Regions from separate parts of the Gossypium hirsutum genome. Here region 2 is linked to region 1. The links are chromatin contacts, called in public Hi-C maps. All regions are on one chromosome and are shown on one strand. Each heading gives the region's core, a stretch centred on a gene start, on an enhancer-like site or on the middle of the called end of the contact. The rest is flanking DNA. Distances are from core to core; before and after follow the strand shown.

Region 1 (3,894 bases), core at 28-2,527:
TTTCAAGTCGACGAGTTGTAGTATCTACCTTAAATGTACTAGATTTTGAGATTTATCAAACATTAGAAAACCCCTGATTGACCTTAGGATGAATGCCCGGGGCATATTATTCTCTTTTAATGGTAATCACGAAGTTGTCGATATAATTGAAATTTTCTTCCAACCATAGTATCTTCCCTAATAGTTGCTTGCAAATTGCACTCCAATCGCCAATGACATTGCCGCTGTAATGATTGGTCCATCCACCGATAAACTGAATTGTAAAGCTACGTCCTTGAGTGTAATAGTACACTCACTGCACGAAAGATAGAATGTGTATGTCTCAGGTCTCCATCTTTCCATCAAAGCACGAATAAATGTGGGATCTTGTTTAGTCCCCTCTACCATACGAGACATGTGCAAGAATCTCACCTCTTGCAAGTGTTATTCACTAACACGTGGTGCCCTCACAATTAAATTGTGTATGTACGTCTCTAAAATTTGATTTTTGGCCTGATTATATAAACATAAAAAAATTATAAAATTAATAATATTAACAACTTAATAATGAACTTAATTAAAATTAAAAATTTTAATAAATTTTCTTACCATTTACAATAGGACACAAAAAATGTGATTGTCCTCAAAACGAATAAGCATAATTTTCATTATAAAAATCAATTAAAAAAAGAAATTACAAAGTATAAAATTAAAACAACAAGATTTTGAGAAAAATTGAATGAAAATTTGATAACTAAAAAATTTAGAGAATTGAAAGAATGGATGAATTAAGTGAATTGATACAACTATTAGAATGTGATTTAAATGAAAAAAAAACTAATTTATATAGCAAATAAAATAAAAAAATGATTTGAGTTTATACAGTAAATAAACTAACTGTTTTTAGTTGTTGAAGAAAATCTTTCTCGTTACATTTTTGATAATGCCTCCTACTAGACACAGTTTGATATGACTTGATAGGAAAGTAGGTGAATTTACCCTCAGTTATTAGCTTGTTTCATATACTTTTTTTTAATTTATCCTTTCTTCAAGCGAAGAATAGGAAAATTCTTCTAATTCTTGTTGGAATCTAAATGTGGAAAAGAAAGTGATTTTTTATATTTAATGGGCTTAAATCATAGGCTTAAAAGAACTGGGTATTTAGCTGGTTTTCTTAACGATAATAAGGCAATGTTTGGTTGGGTGTAATAGGAATAAATTATAGCCCAATTCAATGGGCCCACCACCAAACCAACATTTGGTTGCCTGTAATGGCTATTACACGCTGAATGGAATCAGCTTCCATGATACTACGGCCCGTAATAGCAATTCAGGGGCTTGGGGTCTGATTAGCTATTCAAAGGAACGAGTAATAACATTTTTCCCTATTTTGGACCAAAATATCCTGTCTCTCATCTTCATCTTCGTCGTTTTCACTTTTACACTTCCGACAATTTCTTCATAAACATTTTTCCCAAAGTAAACCCTATAGAAATTGGATCCTTAATCGACGAAAAATCAAGCTTCATTCACCATCTTCATCTTCCTTCCGTTGAACCTCCTTATTTACGGTAAGTGATCGCCTTTGATTCTTTTTTTTTCCTATGATTTTGTTAGTTAAAGTTCTTTTTCGGTCTCACTCTGATCCTTCTCGGTTTCTTCATTAGATCCTCATAATTTTTGTGTTCTTTTTTTTGGGGGGGGTTTCTAGAGTTTGATTTGGTAGCTGAATTATTTTGGGTTTTAATGAATCAAAAGCTTCAGCAAATTATTTTAAAATGTTCTTAGTTTGTTTGTGTGAATTTTGTAAATGTTTCATGCTAAATTTTTGTTTCTTAATTTTTGTTTCATGATTTAAGTGGCTGTGCTATGGTGTTACCCCTTTCTAGCTACTATTGTATCTGCTGCCTTGAAGTTCACCAGTCGCCACCGTCGTCTCCAACTGCCGCTATCGGCGTCGAGTTCAAATGAGGCTATGCTGCCATTTTTTTACCAACTTTTTGCTTATTTGTTTGCGTAGCTTGGGTTGTAAAATGTGAACAAAGTTAAGCTATTTGTTCTGCTCTTTCTGTCATTCTTCTTGTTTTTCTTCCTTCACACCACTCTCCTACCACCGTCAGCTTTCTTATTGAGGTCACATTCCATCGATTACCCTAACCAATCAAGATCCCATGGCTACACCATTGCCAATTCCACCTAAACTCCCTTGCAGCTAAAAGCTCTGACCTTTACTGCTTCGCTTGCCATGCTTACTTCTTTTCTCATTTTCCTCTTATTATTCCTATCTCCGGCTTTTTCTTTAAATTTGTGCTTTCTACTGAGCTTTTTATCTGATCTCTCATAGAAGGGTTAAGTATTACATTTGCTCAATCAATTCTGAGTATTATGGATGCTACTTGCGTCTGTTTGAATGCAAAAGCAAAATGGAATTCGATTTCATTTTGTTACGTTTGGAGTAAGAAATGTTAACTTTTTTCATTTTCTAATTTTTTTGCTTTTTTATGTGTTGTTTAATTATTTTAGAGTTGCAGAATTCTCACTGTAAATAAGTGCAAAAGTCTGTAATAGAAATTTGATAAATATGTATTGTTCACTTTTCACAATATTCCTAATTGCTCATATTCTTTAGTGAGCTACAATAACAGAAAATTAACTAAAATAATTGTTCCCCCCCTAAAACTACAGGTAGAGTTTCGTGATGTTGACAATGGAAACAAAGTAAGTTTACACTTCGGCCCTGAGGAGCCTGTTGAAAGTATGCATCTTAACTTGTTGAATTATTTACCCAGTTTGGTTAAGTTTAAGTATTTGTGGGCTATGGTTATGGTATTGCATTGAGCTTGAACATCATATATGACTTAAGATTCTGCTACGAGATCAATGAGTTATATTCCTTTTATATTGTTTTGCAGGCCTAAGACATTTGACCAACTGCAAGTACTATTGGACTTATCGGCAAGTCTGCTGCTTACCTAAAAGGTTGAAAAAATTAAGACTGGACTTGTTGTGTACTTGGTCTGCTGGAACTAATTTTAATTCTCCTTTTATAACTTTTACCTCTGTTTTCTGTTATAGAGTTGACACTTCCATTACTACAGTCACTAATTATCCTTGCACTCATCTTCATCATCATTAAGATCTTGCTATGCCATTAAAACTTGAATGTGATCTATTGTTATGGTATTGCATTGAGCTTGAACATCAGATATGACTTATGGTATTGCAGTTTTTGTTGGATGAGTTTTTCTAAAGTGCCATTGAATATTAATCCCCAATACAAAGTAAAAGTGTTTGTTTGGCCCTGTTGTTGTGTTCATTTTGCCTTTGGTTTTTTACTAAATTTATTTTTATTTAAATTTTTTAGTTGGAACCATTATGTGTTAAATGTGTAGTGGTCTATTATTTTCAACCTTGGTTTATTATTTCCTTTTTAATTAATTTAATACAATACAAAAATATTAATTGCCTCTAAATCCCCACCCCTTACCATCAAATAAACAATATTTACTTTTTAATAATGCATATTATCACCTATTTTTTATAAAAAAAACTATAATGTTTTATATAATCACATTATGCAATATCATAATACCACCTTAGGTTTAAATTTAAGAAAAATTGTCAAATTTCAATACTAATGTGAATAAAAATAAATTTAGAGATTAAATTAAAAAACATATAATATAATATAATATATCTATAAGGAGGTAAATGTTAACACCCAATCTAAGTTGCTGTTTTGCAAAAAAATAAAAATAAAAGATTGAACAAATCAATCTAAATGCTTGATAAATTATTTACTTTTACAAAAGCAAATCATTTTAAACAGACTTATCCTATTTATTAATTTTTCTCTATAAATTTACTTCAACTTACCTCATCAACCATTCAAATGAGTCATAAAATAGGATGTTT
Region 2 (4,183 bases), core at 72-2,571, 210 kb after region 1:
GCATTCTTTTTTTCTAGAGCAATCTCATTTTTTTTGCTGGGTTAGGGCTGGTCTGTTGATTTTGACCAATCTGTATTTTGGGCTCTCTGTTATGAAGTTTGTTTTTAATAATAAAAATCAAACAATTTCTAAAAAAAAAAGAAAAAAAACACAAGTTGCACAAATAAAAAACAAATCCCCCAATAAAAAATTTATTAAAAAGAAAAACAGTTGCACACTAATTTTCAAGTGGTGTGCTTGTTAGAGATTTAAAAAAGAAAAAACGAAAAACAAAATTAAAAAAAAAACTTGTTTATTTTCAAAAAAAAATATTATTAATTTTTGTATTATACTTAAGTTGTATATTTAGTCAGTGTATTTTAATTTGATTAATTTTAGTTTTGTATTTTTTATTGAATTGATTTTAAGCCCTTACACTTTTTTAATTTTAAAATTTAAGTCTTAATAGGTAGCAATTAAATTTTTTTGTTAATTTTTATTATTAGTCTTATATCGCGTATAAAATTGTAGATTTAATTGATGTTCTTTAATTTAGCCATTCTTAGTCCCTGTGCTTTTTTAATTTTGAAATTTTAATCTTGATGCAAACGACAACCATTAAATCTATTAACTTGCTTTTTTTTTAGTAATATATGAAAATAGCAAGTTGACATGGCATTAAACATGTGCTAATATTTTTATTACATAAGATTTTGAAAATAAAAATACTTAATAAATTTAAGGGATAAATCTCAAAAAGTATACATGAACTTTGATTTAATGTGTAATTGTATACATGAACTTTATTTGATGCAATTATTTATGTGAAGCTCTAATTGTAGTTCAAATGTATACTTGAAACTTTAATTTTGATTTAATCATACACATTTAAAGAAATAAATACATCAATTTATTTTTATATTGGATAAATATAATTGCAATATATAAACATAAAATGATGTTATGTCAATAATTGTGTTAATAATTTACAAGAATTAGATCAAATTAAAATTACATAAAATCAAAGTTCATGTATACAATTGCGCATTAAATCATAGTTCATGTATACTTTTGGTATTTATTCCTAAATTTAACAACCATCTCGAGGATATAAATTTTAAAATTTGATAAATACAATAATTAAATTGAAATATAAAAACTAAATTCATAAGTTATAGGGACTAATAGCATAATTAAACAAAAAAAATTGAATAAATAAAATAATCTGATTGAAGTGGAGGGGAGGGTTGAAATGTAAGCCGGAAGGGCATGATCTCAATGTCTAAATGTCTTAACCTCTTTCTTATTTAAAGATTGCATCATTCCAATGTGCTTTTGAAGGGACAACTAACTACAAAAAGTGATCCATACCGAACGGAATTCGGCAAAAACTTTAGAGTTTTAATGGCCCAAAAACTCACCTCCATCAAACCCAAACAATGGCCCAAACAATTGGTTCATTTAACCAAACCCATTAACATCCCTTGAGAGTTATCGTCTTTTCATTTGTGCCTCCCATTGCGACAGTGATTGACTTCGATTCAATTTCCATAGCTTATTTTCATCAACCCTTTGTCGTCTCCGTACAAGACCTTGCTTAGAAGAAAAATGTCAACCTTCCCTGACTCTTTCACTCAACTCGCCGACGACTCCTTAGACTCTTTTGACTCTGTTCCACACCAGGATGAAGACGGTGCCGGCTACGCCGGATACGACCCTTCTCAGCAATTCGACTCTTTCGCCGACCACTCGGATCATGCCAAGGGCTCCACTGATGATGTGTTTGCATCAGATTCATACACAAATGGGGTAGGTTTTGGCCAAGATTTTGGCGGATCGGACGGCCCGGTTTTGCCTCCGCCGGCGGAGATAGAGCCTGAGGAAGGTGTTGCTCTCAGGGAATGGAGAAGGTTAAGATCCATTAAAAAATTTTCATGTTTTTTTGAATAATTTTGTCTTATATTTAAGTATAGAGTTTGGGGAAGTTAAAAAGTTAGGAATTGAAGTTATGAATACGGCACTTAGGTATTTTGGAAATGTGCGAAGGAGCTAGATTTAGTTAATTTTTTTTATCTTTATGAAGATTTTGAATATGTTTGGTTAAGTCATATTAGGGTGTTAAAGAACTGAATTTTTTGAAAAGTTTTAAATAAGTTTGGTTAAGCCATATTAGGGTTTAAGTAGGGAAATCTAAGAATTAGTGCTAATTTCTGGGATTAGAAGTAGAGTTGTAGGATTTTACTTATCTTTGAATTTATTCTTTTTAGAGATTGAATCAAAGAGAAGGAGTGAGGTACTAGCATGGGTGCACCATATAAGAAATTCGGATAGAAGAATTGGGTCAACATATGAAGGTAGATTTTTAATGTTACGATTAGCGCTAGTAATTTCACTCCAAGCTGGCATTTTTAAACCTAAAGATAAGCTAATTGGTGGTATCATTGGAAAAAAGCATTTTTCGGTCAATTGGACACTCAAGCCATTATTGGACAGTATCTGCATCATAAGAGCACAAATCTAGAGTATACTCTGGCTAGTTTGGAAAAAACGGAGAGCTAAAATATTTTAGGACAGGAGTGGTTATGTGTTTAATTTTTTATCACTTGTGAACTTTGGTCATCTTATAAAAGAAAAAAGATTGAATCAAGAGAATATCTGGATTTTTTTGTTCTTTTTTTTTTGTATTTCCTTTAATAATTTATATTTTTTTTTGAGTAAATTTTGTAGTGGCTTAGCTTAGTTGGTTGATGTACCCACCCAAAGCGGTGCTCCAAGCCATTTCGGAGTCCGAATGCCATGTAAGTGTTGGCTACATATATGTATCCAACATATATATCTTAATTTTTTTTCCATGTGTTATGAGACCCTTGGAGGGTCTACCTCTATTCCTCCAGATATACCTCAGGCATGGGTGTCAAACACGGATAGCAACATAGAGCAAGCCTTTCCCTTATCACAGGCTACAGTCTCATTTATACCAAAAAGATAAATAAGTAAATAATGAAAATGTGAAAGCTGTTGCTAATTTTATAGGTTTCAATGGTACTAAACGTGGGAAATATGACTGTTGTTATTGCATAGGGAGAATGCGATTCGGTTGGAGGAGAAGGACAAGAGGGAGAAGGAGTTATTGAGCCAAATAATTGAGGAAGCTGATCAATACAAAGTTGAGTTTTATAAGAAAAGGGAGGTGACCTGTGAAAACAACAAGGCCAATAACAGAGACAAAGAGAAGGTATCCCTTTTTTTGTTGTTGTTGAAGCTGTATGCTAATACTTTTACATTTTTAGATAAGTTTGTAACTTGCCCAAAACAAAACAGAACTGAAAAAAGAATTTTTTTTTTTCTTATTCCAGCTTCTAGTCGTGCATGAACTGTTAGGTGCTAAATGTCGCATGCATTCTTTTGTCGGTATTTAACTGCTGATGTTGATATTATCATGATGTTCATTGTCTATGATTGAACATTGAGCTGGTAATATGCTCTGGAATGGAAACATTTTCTTATCTCTTCAGTGACTGAAAACTCAATACTCCTACCGGACGGAGGATTGGTGTCACTTTACTTATCGCCTTATAAAGCAGGGATCAGGATGTCATTTGTAGATGTAAAGTGATTGAAACTACGACATTCTTGGCCCATTATGTCACATCTTTAATCTGGAAGTTCATTTTACTGAATTAACTTGGTTTGTTGGGTTATAGAATAACATTCTCATAAAATTTGCTTATGTTTCGTTTTCTAACATCTTAGATGCAGAGCAATGTGCCAATGCCATATATAATGCACTATAACTTGTATTCTGTGTCAGATATTTGTAGCCAATCATGAGAAATTCCATGCCGAAGCTGATAAGAATTACTGGAAAGCAATCGCGGAGCTCATTCCTAATGAAGTGCCAACCATAGAGAAAAGAAGAAAAAAGGAGGAGAAGAAGCCTTCCATTGTTGTTGTCCAAGGTCCTAAGCCTGGGAAACCTACTGACTGTTCGAGGATGAGACAGATACTAGTGAAACTAAAGCACAACACACCTTCTCACCTGAAGCACTCTCCGCCACCACCACCAGCAGCTGCTGCTGCAAAAGATCAAGATGCAAAAACTGGTAATACTTCTTCTGTCCCAGCTGCTCTTCCAGTCACAAGCACCCCTGAAGCTGTAGTAGCTGCTTAGATAGTTTTCATTTTAACTTATCAGCTTCTGTAA

Evidence for each region. Hi-C and Micro-C count contacts between places; a contact is called where the count stands out from the background.
Region 2: a contact with region 1 is called in a Hi-C map of leaf, with 1.8 times the contacts expected there. The contact joins the promoter of LOC107960000 here to the promoter of LOC107941173 in region 1. A contact is called at or near these places in 10 of 34 Hi-C or Micro-C datasets (anther, hypocotyl, leaf and 1 more).

What each region holds. Positions count from the first base shown.
Region 1 is chrA05:78,565,321-78,569,214 of Gossypium_hirsutum_v2.1, forward strand. LOC107941173 (auxin transporter-like protein 2) reads left to right here and starts at 1,278. Exons shown (of 11, transcript XM_016874728.2): 1 at 1,278-1,550; 2 at 2,892-2,958.
Region 2 is chrA05:78,776,916-78,781,098 of Gossypium_hirsutum_v2.1, forward strand. It overlaps LOC107960000 (clathrin light chain 2), which reads left to right and starts at 1,322. Exons shown (of 3, transcript XM_016896195.2): 1 at 1,322-1,889; 2 at 3,061-3,214; 3 at 3,791-4,183. The coding sequence starts at 1,588. The coding sequence ends at 4,150.